Linked DNA regions of Mus musculus: all the other regions are linked to region 1. Evidence: chromatin contacts called from public HiChIP or PLAC-seq, Micro-C and promoter capture Hi-C data. All regions are on one chromosome and are shown on one strand. The core of a region is the stretch at or near the end of the contact, and the rest is flanking DNA. Distances in the headings are between cores, read along the strand shown.

Evidence for each region. Hi-C and Micro-C count contacts between places; a contact is called where the count stands out from the background. HiChIP or PLAC-seq counts read pairs in DNA pulled down with a chosen protein or histone mark. Capture Hi-C pulls out chosen DNA fragments and counts their contacts.
Region 2: a Micro-C map of palatal mesenchyme shows a contact between it and region 1, with 2.0 times the contacts expected there. The contact joins the enhancer-like site here to the promoter of Alms1 in region 1. A contact is called at or near these places in 1 of 39 promoter capture datasets (hippocampal neurons), 17 of 484 Hi-C or Micro-C datasets (embryonic stem cells, palatal mesenchyme and trophoblast stem cells), 2 of 115 datasets of contacts at active chromatin or transcription factors (astrocytes and memory CD8 T cells) and 1 of 9 other capture datasets (embryonic stem cells).
Region 3: a contact with region 1 is called in an H3K27ac HiChIP or PLAC-seq map of extraembryonic endoderm stem cells, with 6 times the contacts expected there. The contact joins the promoter of Spr here to the promoter of Alms1 in region 1. A contact is called at or near these places in 1 of 39 promoter capture datasets (hippocampal neurons), 5 of 484 Hi-C or Micro-C datasets (all in embryonic stem cells), 2 of 115 datasets of contacts at active chromatin or transcription factors (extraembryonic endoderm stem cells and memory CD8 T cells) and 2 of 9 other capture datasets (embryonic stem cells and pancreatic islet).
Region 4: a promoter capture Hi-C map of adipose tissue shows a contact between it and region 1. The contact joins the promoter of Dusp11 here to the promoter of Alms1 in region 1. A contact is called at or near these places in 14 of 39 promoter capture datasets (the 3T3-L1 cell line, 3T3-L1-derived adipocytes, the C10 cell line and 8 more), 2 of 15 datasets of contacts at CTCF or cohesin (the NIH/3T3 cell line and pro-B cells), 2 of 484 Hi-C or Micro-C datasets (embryonic stem cells and pre-B cells), 19 of 115 datasets of contacts at active chromatin or transcription factors (T-cell acute lymphoblastic leukemia, bone marrow-derived macrophages, effector CD8 T cells and 9 more) and 3 of 9 other capture datasets (adipose tissue, liver and macrophages).

The regions. Positions count from the first base shown.
Region 1 is chr6:85,585,744-85,588,804 of GRCm38.p6, reverse strand. Alms1 (ALMS1, centrosome and basal body associated) reads right to left here and starts at 1,274. Exons shown (of 23, transcript NM_145223.2): 1 at 779-1,274. The coding sequence starts at 1,159.
Region 2 is chr6:85,154,092-85,156,973 of GRCm38.p6, reverse strand. It overlaps the pseudogene Spr-ps1. Among named protein-coding and RNA genes, the nearest start is that of Gm33200, 10 kb to the left of the region's middle. Within about 2 kb of position 1,588, at least 77 of the 459 cell types and tissues checked have an H3K27ac peak or open chromatin away from gene starts, as enhancers often do. A contact at or near this core is called in memory CD8 T cells, palatal mesenchyme and trophoblast stem cells, where this site is marked.
Region 3 is chr6:85,136,413-85,139,304 of GRCm38.p6, reverse strand. It overlaps Spr (sepiapterin reductase), which reads left to right and starts at 1,541. Exons shown (of 3, transcript NM_011467.2): 1 at 1,541-1,866; 2 at 2,192-2,482. The coding sequence starts at 1,560. Gm10444 (a long non-coding RNA gene) reads right to left here and starts at 1,371. Exons shown (of 3, transcript XR_001785286.2): 1 at 878-1,371.
Region 4 is chr6:85,960,132-85,963,083 of GRCm38.p6, reverse strand. It overlaps Dusp11 (dual specificity phosphatase 11 (RNA/RNP complex 1-interacting)), which reads left to right and starts at 1,417. Exons shown (of 9, transcript NM_028099.4): 1 at 1,417-1,646. The coding sequence starts at 1,549.

The DNA.
Region 1 (3,061 bases), core at 25-2,524:
AAGAACCACACGTGACCATACTGACCAACAACGCAGTTCCTGATAGTTAAAAAGCATTAATAGCACGGTTAGTTTCAAAATGATCTTGGTAGGACCTCTGTAAACTTGGCTCTTCCTCTATTTGGTCCTAACTTGGTGCTTTCTAATTTTCCAGACCAGAGCTGCCTCACAAGCTTTCTTTCATTCCAAGTTCCTGCCACTGGCTAGGAACCTATTAATTGCTACAAGTGCAAAGACACACAATGGGCGGGAAGACACACAAAAGCTCACGCAGAATACTTAACCAACAATAATTCCTAGTGGGGGGGGGGGGGTGAGGGGGGGATGTTTCTTGCACTTCAATAAAACTAAGGTGTTAAATGCTAAACGTCTCTCCACCAGTTAGCTATTCCCTAGACTCCCTCCCCAGCTCCCACCTCCTGCCAAAGAAGCCTTTCTAACTGCTCGCTCTGGGAGTACCGGCTCCCAGCGCCATCTGTCTTATCTGCCCTACTTTAAAAACAAAAACAAACAAACAAAACAAAACGAAAAAAAAAAAAAAACGGATCCACTGAGAGGCGCAGGAAACACGGAGCTGTCAATGTCAGGAAGAACCTAAGACTACAAAGAACCTGCCAGCCCCACAAGCAAGGTGTACAGTCCATAAGCAAGGCGACCCGCAGCGCGTAGGTCCCGATATCCTGGACCCAGTTCAGTAGCTCAAGCATCTCTACAGTCGCTTGGCCTCAGCCCCGCTCCTCCCCACAGCCCAGCTCCGGGCTACAGAGCCGCTTCTCACCTCAGTCTTGCCCAGATGCTCCACTGGGGTGTACCGGAGCCGCGGGGACAGAGGCGGAGGCGGAGGCGGAGGCGTGGGAGGGGGCAGAGAGAAAGCACTGCCAGGACGGTCGGGGTGAGCCTGCAGCCAGGCTTTAGCCAGCTCGTCCTCCTCTTCGTCCGAGCTCTCCTGCCGCTGGGACTCGTAGTTAAAATCCAAGTCGGGCCCCGCCTCTTCGAACTCTTCCAGTCTCCCACTCTCCTCAGAGGTCAGGGCCTCCTCGGTCGCCGCCGCCGAGGCGTTCTCCACCTCTTTCTTCCCCTCCTCTTCCTCGCCCTCCTCCTCCTCTTCTTCCTCCTCCTCCTCCAGCTCGTCAGGCCACGGCAGGTCCTCAGGCTCCATGTTGGCCTCGCGCTCCAGGCGCCTTTGGAAGAGGAGGAGAGGGGGAGGGGCGAGGAAGGGAGGGGAAGCGAGTTGACTGGCGGTTGCGGCTGCGCGCAGGCGCACCTGCCCTCACTGCCTCACGCGGGGCGGAGCTGAGAACCAGCCCGCGCGTTGCTAGGGACGCCCCGCGGGGAGCGCGGGAAAGCCGCAGAAGAGCGTCACTAGACCTCGCTCACAGTACCGTATGCTCACAATAAACCTAGTCCGGGCTTTGGGGACGCTAGGGGTCCTGCACAAAGTCACCCATGATTTTTTATCTCTTGCCCTAGAATAAACCAATAATAGTCACGTTCGCAAGTTACAAATTTTAAGGTTAGTGCCAGTCTACCTAGCAGTAGTGAATCTAATGGGATGAGTGAATAGTTAAGAGAGAGAGGGAGAGAGAGAGAGAGAGAGAGAGAGAGAGAGAGAGAGAGAGAGAGGGAAGAGAGGAGAGATAGTTGGGATCTGACTAAACCACAAGCAACTGTGTGAGAAGCGCCTATAAAACGAGGTTAAGAAACCAACCCCGGCCTGGAGAGATGGCTCACGGATTCAATTCCTGAGTTCAATTCCCAGCAACCACATGGTGGCTCACAACCATCTGTAATGGAGTCTGGTGCCCTCTTCTGGTGTCTCTGAAGAGAGCAATGGGAGTGTACTCATGCATAAAATAAAAGAAGGTGGTGGCGCACGCCTTTAATCCCAGCACTTGGGAGGCAGAGGCAGGCGAATTTCTGAGTTCTAAGACAGCCAGAGCTACACAAAGAAACCCTGTCTTGAAAAAAAACCCAGAAATATTAATAAATAAATAAATAATAAAATAAATAAATCTTTTTTTTAAAAAACGAAAAGAAAGAAACCACACACACACACCCTCAGGGCTGAAGAGATGGCTCCACCAGTAAGGCATCTACACCACAAACTGGAGTTTGATTCCCAGAACTCACATAAAAGTGGAAGGCAAGAACTAACTCCCCTAAATTGTCTTTACTGAGTGCACACACAATAGTATAAAGGTAGCTGGATCAGGTAGTACACGCCTTTATTCTCAGCACTTGAGACGAAAAGGCAGGTAGATCTCTGAGTTCAAAGCCAGCCTGGCCTACATAGGGAGTTTCAAGACACCCAGGGTGACATAGACAGACTGCCACAAAAAAAAAAAAAAAAAAAAAGTCTTTAAAAGAGGGCAGGCAGCATGGCTTAGCAGGTAAAAGCACATGACCCTCCATCCTGCCCAACAGGCTTCCAGTAGCAACGCTGTACCTCTTAAACCAACTGTGAAACGAATCATTTCTAATTCAAACCATCACAGAGAGACATTTGTCCATGTCTCCCCAGAAGAAGCCACAACACTGTGCCTAGTGTCTGGAACAGCCTCTGGCATTTAAGGAGCTGCTCAGCGAACACTGTCAAGAGAGAGCAACAGAGTACAGATTGAACTGACAGGCCAGGAGATAACAAATAGAATACTGGAGTCCTGGCTTCCCCTGGGATTCCTAGAGCTGTCTGCCTACTGGAGAACTCTTGACTTCCTCTCCCAGCTAGCAACTAGGGGTCCTCAGACAAGCAAAGAGTGAAGGGCACCTCCAGGTGTTTGTGTGGGAGGAGAGAGGCTCACTGTAACTTTCAGTTGACACCAGGTGGCAAACCCTCATGTAGGATGAATCATTGCCACCAATGGCTAAAGAAATCCATTAACAGCTTCAAAAAATGATTATACGTAGCATATATAGAAAAATGTATATGTATATAAGTGTGTGTATATCTGTGTGATTGGGGAAATAGATGGGCAGATAAATACATACAAAAAATATGATAAAGGACCAGAAAATTTAGGAAAACATAAAAGAAATATATAATAAACCAGTGAAGGGAAAA
Region 2 (2,882 bases), core at 339-2,838, 430 kb after region 1:
CGCTTCGAAACTATATCCAGTGAGACAATCACAAATATCAACAAAAATCATTTAGCACAATAAAGCACAAAAATCATCCAAGCATTACAACTCTGAAACTATGTATTCAGTGAATCACAAACAGAACAGGTAATATCATTATAAATCATCAAAATATAACAGTTCTAAAGGGATGTATTCAGTGGGGGCTGTCGTCCAAGGCTTGTGGCATATTTCCAGGAGCAGGTTAATAAATTTTTAATGGTCAGTGCTCTTAACTGCTGAGCTAACCCTCCAGCCCCATGGTCAATTATTATTTAACATCTAATGCCTCATTTTTAAAAAAATCTTCAACACGTAAATTTAAACTATTTTAATTTTTTTCTAATTAAGGCTTTCTTTACCATATACCAAAACCCACCTCTGATGACACACATATGAAATTTTACTGTTGGGAAAGTTGGGGTTTTTTTGTTGTTGTTGTTGTTGTTGTTTCTTTTTGAGACAGGGTTTCTCTGTATAGCCCTGGCTGTCCTGGAACTCACTTTGTAGACCAGGCTGGCCTCGAACTCAGAAATCTGCCTCCCTCTGCCTCCTGAGTGCTGGGATTAAAGGCATGCCCCACCACGCCCGGCTGTTGGGAAAGTTTTTATCTATCATCATAGTTTTGTAAATGATTTACAAAGTAAAGTGTTGGCTTCCCTGGGGATAAGGTCCTGTAGTGACCTTATCTCTAGGGATGGTTTCTGACCCATTATTCTCACTTAAGATCTTGGTCTAGGCTATCAGAACATGTAAATAAGAAAAGGAATAAGAAAAAACAAAACAGATAGATCACCATGAGAACTACAGCTCAATAATTTTTTCTCCGGCAAAGAGTTCCATAATGGCTTCCAGGAGGCCTCCCCATTTTGAGGTCAATCTCCTCACTCTGTGGCACTTGTCACACAGATCCTATTGGAGGTGGTGTGGCAGAAAGGTACCAGCTAAGTCTAGGGACAGCACTGTCAGGAGCACCCACCTACCTGGAGCATAGCTCAGCACCCGCACACTCAGTTCCTCAGCAGCCAGGACCTGGTAGAGCATGTCTCGGGCAGCCTTCCCCGCACAGTACAGACCCCAGCCCTTGTAGGGCTGCAGGGCACACAGAGATGAGATGTTAACCACAGTCTTGCTCAGGCCAGGGCTATCCCGGAAGGCATTCAAGGTGCCGGAGGTCAAACAGAACATGGAGGTCAGGTTCAGAGCCCAGTAGTTGTTCACCTCAGCTAGGTCATTCACGTTGAGGAAGCCTTTGGAAACATCCCCAAGAGTGGCTGAAAAACAAAAACAAAAACAAACAACAACAACAAAAAAAAAACAGGACCAAAGAAATGGCACAACTGGGGCGCTCTTCTTCCTCAGCCTTCCTCAGTTCCTCCCCATAGGCGTTTGCTATCCCTCTGCCCCAGCTCTGCAGACACCCCTAATGCAAGCTAAGACTACTCCTGAATGCTCTTTAGTAAAGCAGAGAGATTTGTTCAAAAAGTCTTGACTCACACACCCGCCAGGAGGCACTGTCACTCATCAGTGACACTGGTACACCCTCTTGGACTTTGGACTTTTGCGAACTTGCCCTCCTCTTACCCAAAAGGCGATGAGGTGAGAGCTCGCAGCCGGGGTCTGGACCGGAGTCTCACCTGCGTTGTTGATGAGCAGCAGGCGCTGCAGCCCCTCGGGCCTCGGGAGCTCAGCATCGCGCTCAGAGGCAACCGCTGCATGCCGGCCTCGGTGCCCGCAGCTGCCAGAGTGGTGTGTGGAGCGGGTGCAGGCCCGGCTGCTGCGAGCCCAGCTCCTCCTTCAGTTGCCACAGCACGAACTCACAGCGTGCGTTTAGGAGCATCACCGAACCCGGTAACTGCAACCGGGCTAGCTGCGGGGCCAGGGCGGGACAAAAGCCCCAGGAGGCCCCGGTCAGCACGCACACAGCGCTTCCCAGCCTGCCACACTCTTTGTCTGGAGCTCAACTTCATGGGCTGCTACCTAACCAGCGTGGGGCGGAGCCTATCCTTGGCTTTGGACAGTGGAAGTTCAGGCCAGCATCCACTCGTGTTTGGGTGAAAAAAGTGACGAATAGCCAGGGAGCCATGGCTCAGCAGGAAATCCCAGTCCCCTTCCTAGTGCTTCTAAGTTCCCCTTGAACGCCACTCCCATAAGTTCAGCCCCTTTCTCAATTTCCACCCTGTTCCAGGATCAGCTTCCCCCTCCAGGGTTGGTTTGTCTTTATCCATACAGGACATACCAGTTAGAGACCAGTGACAGTCTTGGATGAAGTCCTTGCCTGCGTAGAGCTTGTGGTCCCTTTGCACTCTGATTAACAGAAGCCTTCTCTGGAAAAGCACAGCAGCTTCCCCAGGAGGTGCTAGGCAGACAGAACCAGAAAATGAAGAGCACACACAGGGGAAGAGAAAGGCTGAGAATCACAACAATCTCACGAACAAGACTCATCACTGTCAGTGAAAACGCTTGGTTCCTTGGGACCTGTGTACTTATCCTTCAACCTGTGTCATGCACTCTAGAAACAACTTCATAATCTCAAATGGGAAAGAAAAATATCCCAGCTCTCTGGAGATGTCTGAGGAGGACAGGAGAGAAAGACATAGAGATTGCTTTGATCCATTTTTAGTCTGAGGTGAGCTAGAGTCCATCGGAATTACAGGCAAGCAGGCTAGCGGCTAGCTCCTCTTTGTTTCAGAAAGTTCAAGTGGTAGGACTAGGCAGTTCTTAGCTAGGGCGGACTGGGAAGCCAACCATCAGAGGGCACCCCTCTCAAGTTCCAATCTTTTGGCTCTGCAGTAGTTATAAACTGATGTTATCCTGCCCCCTTCTGGCCGCTCTGTAGCAACACCCTGTCCTTCCTTTTT
Region 3 (2,892 bases), core at 292-2,791, 450 kb after region 1:
GTGGATGAGTTGGAGGTGGAGGCCAGAGGACAATGTGTATAGTTCTTTATGCCTGTCCATCTTTCAAAAAGTTTTGCTTTTGTTTTTTGTTTTTTAATTTTGTTTTTTGTTTTTGAGACAGCGTTTCTCATTGTGTAGCCCTGCCTGGCCTGGAACTCACTCTGTAGACCAGACTGGCCTCAAGCTCGGAGTCTCCTACTGCTGTATCCAGACTGCTGGGATTAAAGGTTTCATTGCAGCCACGTGGCTCAGAAAGGGTTTCATTGTGTAGCCCTGGCTGTCTGTCCTAGAACTGGCTTTGTAAACCAGGCTGATGCAAACTTACAGAAATCCTCCTGCCTCTGCCTCTACCTCCTGTGTGCTAGGAGCACCACCATTGCCTGGTCACACTTAGTGTTTTTAATGTCGGTTCTGGGGTTCAAACTCAGCATGATGGCCTTGAACTCACTATGTCTGTTGAAGATCCTTCAACTACTTTGGAAATAAGATAACAAATCCAATAGATTAGTGGTAAGTAAGTAGTTTTAAATATACAGTTCTGCTGAAAGGGAACTTTGGCATAGAGAAAAGGCATTAATGACGTGTTGATTTGGCACAAGACAGTGTTTTTTAAAAACCTATAGAGAGACATTCCGGCTCTCTTCTCATATAGGCCTACAGGATTTGCATCGCTCTAGGTCCCCTATTTCGTTGGCCTAGGACAAAAGCCTCATTCAATTTAAAAAAAAAAAATTGGAACTTGAGAATGGCCCCTACTGATTGCTGGTTTCCCAATCTGACCAGGCTAAGTGACTAGTCCTACCACTTGAACTTTCTGAAACAAAGAGGAGCTAGCCGCTGGCCTGCCTGCCTGTAATTCCGATGGACTCTAGCTCACCTCAGACTAAAAATGGATCAAAGCAATCTCTATGTCTTTCTCTGCTGTCCTCCTCAGACATCTCCAGAGAGCTGGGATATTTTTCTTTCCCATTTGAGATTATGAAGTTGTTTCTAGAGTGCATGACGCAGGTTGAAGGATAAGTACACAGGTCCCAAGGAACCAAGCGTTTTCACTGACGGTGATGAGTCTTGTTCGTGAGATTGTTGTGATTCTCAGCCTTTCTCTTCCCCTGTGTGTGCTCTTCATTTTCTGGTTCTGTCTGCCTAGCACCTCCTGGGGAAGCTGCTGTGCTTTTCCAGAGAAGGCTTCTGTTAATCAGAGTGCAAAGGGACCACAAGCTCTACACACTTCATCCAAGGCTGTCACTGGTCTCTAACTGGTATGTCCTGTATGGATAAAGACAAACCTTAACCCTGGAGGAGGAAGCTGATCCTGGAACAGGGTGGAAATTGAGAACGCGCCTCTCAGAAAGGGGCTGAGTTTGTGGGAGTGGCGCTCAAGGGGAACCCGGAAGCGCTGGGAAGGGGATTAGGATTTCCTGCCGAGGCCCGGCTGCCTGGCTTTTTTTTCCCCCGCCCAAACACCAGTGGATTCTGGCCCGAACTTCCGCCGTCCCAAGCCAAGAATAGGCTCCGCCCCGTCCTGGTTCAGTAGCTGCGCATGAGTCTGAGTTCCAGGCATGGAGGCAGGCGGGCTGGGCTGCGCTGTGTGCGTGTTGACCGGGGCCTCCCGGGGCTTTGGTCGCGCCCTGGCCCCGCAGCTGGCCCGGTTGCTGTCTCCCGGTTCCGTGATGCTCGTAAGCGCACGCAGTGAGTCGATGCTGCGGCAACTGAAGGAGGAGCTGGGCGCTCAGCAGCCTGACCTGAAAGTGGTGCTGGCAGCCGCCGATCTGGGCACCGAGGCTGGCGTGCAGCGGTTGCTGAGCGCAGTACGCGAGCTCCCGAGGCCCGAGGGGCTGCAGCGCCTGCTGCTCATCAACAACGCAGGTGAGAGTCCCGTCCAGACCCCGGCTGCGAGCTCTTACCTCATAGGCTTTTGGGTAGGTGAAGGGCAAGTCCCTAAAAGTCCAAAGTCCAAGAGGAGGGAGGGTGTATCAGTGTCACTACGGGGCGACAGTGCCTCCTGGCGGATGTGTGAGTCAAGACTTTTTGAACAAATCACTCTGCTTTACTACAGTATTCTTTGCTTGCATTAGGGGTGTCTGCAGAGCTGGGGCAGAGAGATAGCCTATGAGGAGGAACTGTGGAAGGCTGAGGGAGAAGAGTGCCCCAGTTGTGTCATTTCTTTGGTCCCGTTTTTTTTTTTTTTCAGCCACTCTTGGGGATGTTTCCAAAGGCTTCCTCAACGTGAATGACCTAGCTGAGGTGAACAACTACTGGGCTCTGAACCTGACCTCCATGCTCTGTTTGACTTCCGGCACCTTGAATGCCTTCCAGGATAGCCCTGGCCTGAGCAAGACTGTGGTTAACATCTCATCTCTGTGTGCCCTGCAGCCCTACAAAGGCTGGGGTCTGTACTGTGCGGGGAAGGCTGCCCGAGACATGCTCTACCAGGTCCTGGCTGCTGAGGAACCGAGTGTGCGGGTGCTGAGCTATGCTCCAGGTAGGTGGGTGCTCCTGACAGTGCTGTCCCTAGACTTAGCTGGTACCTTTCTGGGGGCTAGGCAAGGAGGGGAACCTGATCTATATTCTCCATAAAGAATCCAAAGACACCTTATATGCCCCAGTATAGGGGAATGCCAGGGCCAAGAAGCAGGAGTGGGTGGGTAGGGGAGCAGGGCGGAGGGAGGGTATAGGGAACTTTCGGGATAGCATTTGAAATGTGTATAAAGAAAATATCTAATAAAAAATAAATTTAAAAAATGTGACACACACACACACACAAAGAATCCAAAGACTATCGGGCCCCTACTACCTCTGGTAATGACTCCTCACTTCGTAAGAAAAATACAGACTCCCAAGACGTTGGAGCAGTCAGGGGCCGAGGTACTCAGCCTCAGGACTTGTCCGATT
Region 4 (2,952 bases), core at 168-2,667, 370 kb before region 1:
TTAAAACAAAAAAACTCCAAACAGGTAGAGGAATTTCAATATTGGAATGGTTTAAAAAAAAAAAAAAAGTTGGGGGGGGGGTTGGAGAGAAGGCTCAGCAGTTAAGAGCATCGACTGCTCTTCTGAAGGTTGTGAGTTCAAATCCCAGCAATTTCATTTCTACATGGTGGCTCACAACCATCTGTAATAAGATCGGATACCCTCTTCTGGTGTGTCTGAAGACAGCTACAGTGTACTTACATATAATAAATAAATAAATCTTAAAAAAAAAAGTTGGACCGGGCCATGGTGGTGCATGCCTTTAATCCCAGCACTTGGGAGGCAGAGGCAGGCAGATTTCTGAGTCCGAGGCCAGCCTGGTCTACAGAGTGAGTTCCAGGACATTCAGGGCTACACGGAGAAACCCTGTCTCGAAAAAGAAAAAAAAAAGTTGGTATTTTTAATTATGTTGGTTATAATAAGTGTCCTGTGTCATTCAAAATTAGGAAGAATATGTATGTTTCCCTGCCTGTGACACTATACACACATATATGGATGGAGAAATATGTTAAATATATCAAATAAGGAGAAATATGTTGTATAAAACTTTTGATTTATTTCTTTTTGGCGGAAAAAAAAGATACACCCGTGTGAAAGCAAATATCATGTATATACAAAATGTAAACAATTGACAACGTTCACGAAGAATGCAGGGATCAGAGGGTTGGGGCTGGATTGTCTGTTCCTCATTTGGAGCAGTTCGGGTGGCGCTATGAGACCCCAACTTAGAGCGTTTCTCCCTGGAAGGTAAAGCCCCTGGATGTTCCCCAAGCTTGTTTTCCCTGATCTTTAAAAATACAGCTAGAAAGAAGCTCTTTGTTCTCTATAGCCAGCAAAAAGCCTTTTTGTTTCTATACTGTACAACCAGAGATGCCTGCCTTCCTGTGCCGAGGACACGGAGATAAAAATTCAGAAAGAACTCACTCCCCACTCCTGCCTTGTAAATTTCACCAAGGACGCCCAGAAGAGCTCTTCCCAACTCCTCCCACTTCTCCTCCCAACTCCTCCCAACTCTCCTCCCAACTCCTCCTACCTCCTCAGCTAGCTGTTAAAAGTCCCCTAATGTCACCGCTCGGGGTTGAACTCCTCTGCCCTGCACGACAGAGGGACTTCTCCTCAGCTAGCTGATAATAAAACCTCTTGCAGTTTGCATCAGGTGCATCTTTTCTCTCGAGATGTTGGGGTGTTGGCCAGTTCATCCCAGGACTTGAGCAGAGGCCCAGCATCGGGGGTCTTACAGCGCTAGCAATTATTCACATAGCTACAAAACCGGCCTCCAGCTAAGTGCAGCACAGTCGAAACCGAAGGCAGGCTGACAAACCCTACTTTCAGTGCGACGTGTGTCGTCAGCACGGCGGGGCAAGGCGCATGCGCCCTAGCGAGACGTCGACGCGTCGCGTTCCTTTGCGGGCGCCTCTGGATCCCGCGGCCTCTTCTGGCCTCCCTGAAGTCGCCACTTTGGCCGCTCTGGCACGCCTGGCGTTGGGTGGGCGGCATCTCTGCGCCCACATGAACCAGCATTATGGCCGACATGGTCGTGGACGGGGCCGGGACTTTGCTGCCTGTGCCCCACCCAAGAAGAAGGGCAGAAACCACATCCCCGAAAGGTAAGCGCTTTGGTTCCGGGCTTGGCGTTCCGGCTGCCTCGGTGGCCTCGAGTCTCCGAGTGTTCCCTGGCCTCGCGCCCCGCCGCCTCCCAGGGTCCTCCGCGCCGAACCCCACCACACCTCCCCACCCCGCATTCTGGGGTCTTGGGTCTGTCCCGACAGGACTCTGTGGAGCTCGGGCCTGGGCGGAAGTGCGCGGTGGGGCGCGGCTGCCTGTATTGAGGCGTCCCTTGATCTCCGAAGCCACAGGCTTCTGCTTGTGTAGGCGCTGTGCCAGGATCCGGCCCGAGCTGTCGACACCCTTCACTCGGTACCGGCTCGAGGGGTTCTCTTGCTTTCAGGATTCGGAAAGCGGAGGTGTCCTTTGAGGGAGTTAACCCTGCCTGGGCCAAGGGCTAGTTTTAGGATTTTGCTCACTGGTGCAATGAACCCTTTACTTGCGGCTGTTTGCTTCCCCTCTCCGATTTCATCTCCACAAAAAACGTGGCTAGACCGGCCTCTCCCCTTCCTAGAATTCATCAAATCCTTTTTTTTTTTTTTTAATCTCCACAAATAAACAATACCTAAAACTCAGGATCGACAGAATGCTCTGCCCCGACTTCCCGGACTTCAGTAAGCACTTCTTTTTTATGTCTACAAATGAGCACTATCTAAAATTCAGGATGGACGTGATGGCCTCTCTCCCTTCCCAGAGTGGATATCTTTAGATCCTGTCAGCTAACCTCCAACATCATCCCAGTGTAGAACTTGCCTGACAGCTTGCAGAAGACAGCTGTCTGTCCACTGGACAATCCATTTTTAACATACCTTCTATAGTTAACTATTTAACTATTAATTACTAAGTAAAGTATAAGTAAGTTATAAATAAATTGTTTATTGATATTTTAATGTAGCTTATTTCATTATTAAATTATCTATTGGATATAAAATTGTTAACTAAAAATTAAAAATAATTTTAGCTATTGCTTATTTGTGGAGATAAAGCAAGATAAATATCAAGTAGTAATTGTGAGACAGCTCATAGATGTAAGATAAAGCTTGACTTTAAGAATAAAAACCTTCGGGGCAGTTCCAGGACAGCCAGGGCTACACAGAGAAACCCTGTCTTGAAAAATAAAAACAAAAAAAAAGAATAAGAAGCCAACTTCTTGTCATGGTCTGTCACACTAGGTTCCATTGCTCTGGGGCCCACTATGTCTCCAGTCTGTCACCACTCTGTGCTCACTCTCTACTCCAGGGATGTGAATGAACCGGACTTATTTGTAATTCATGGCCATAGACCAACTCAGCTGTGACTCTCCACACT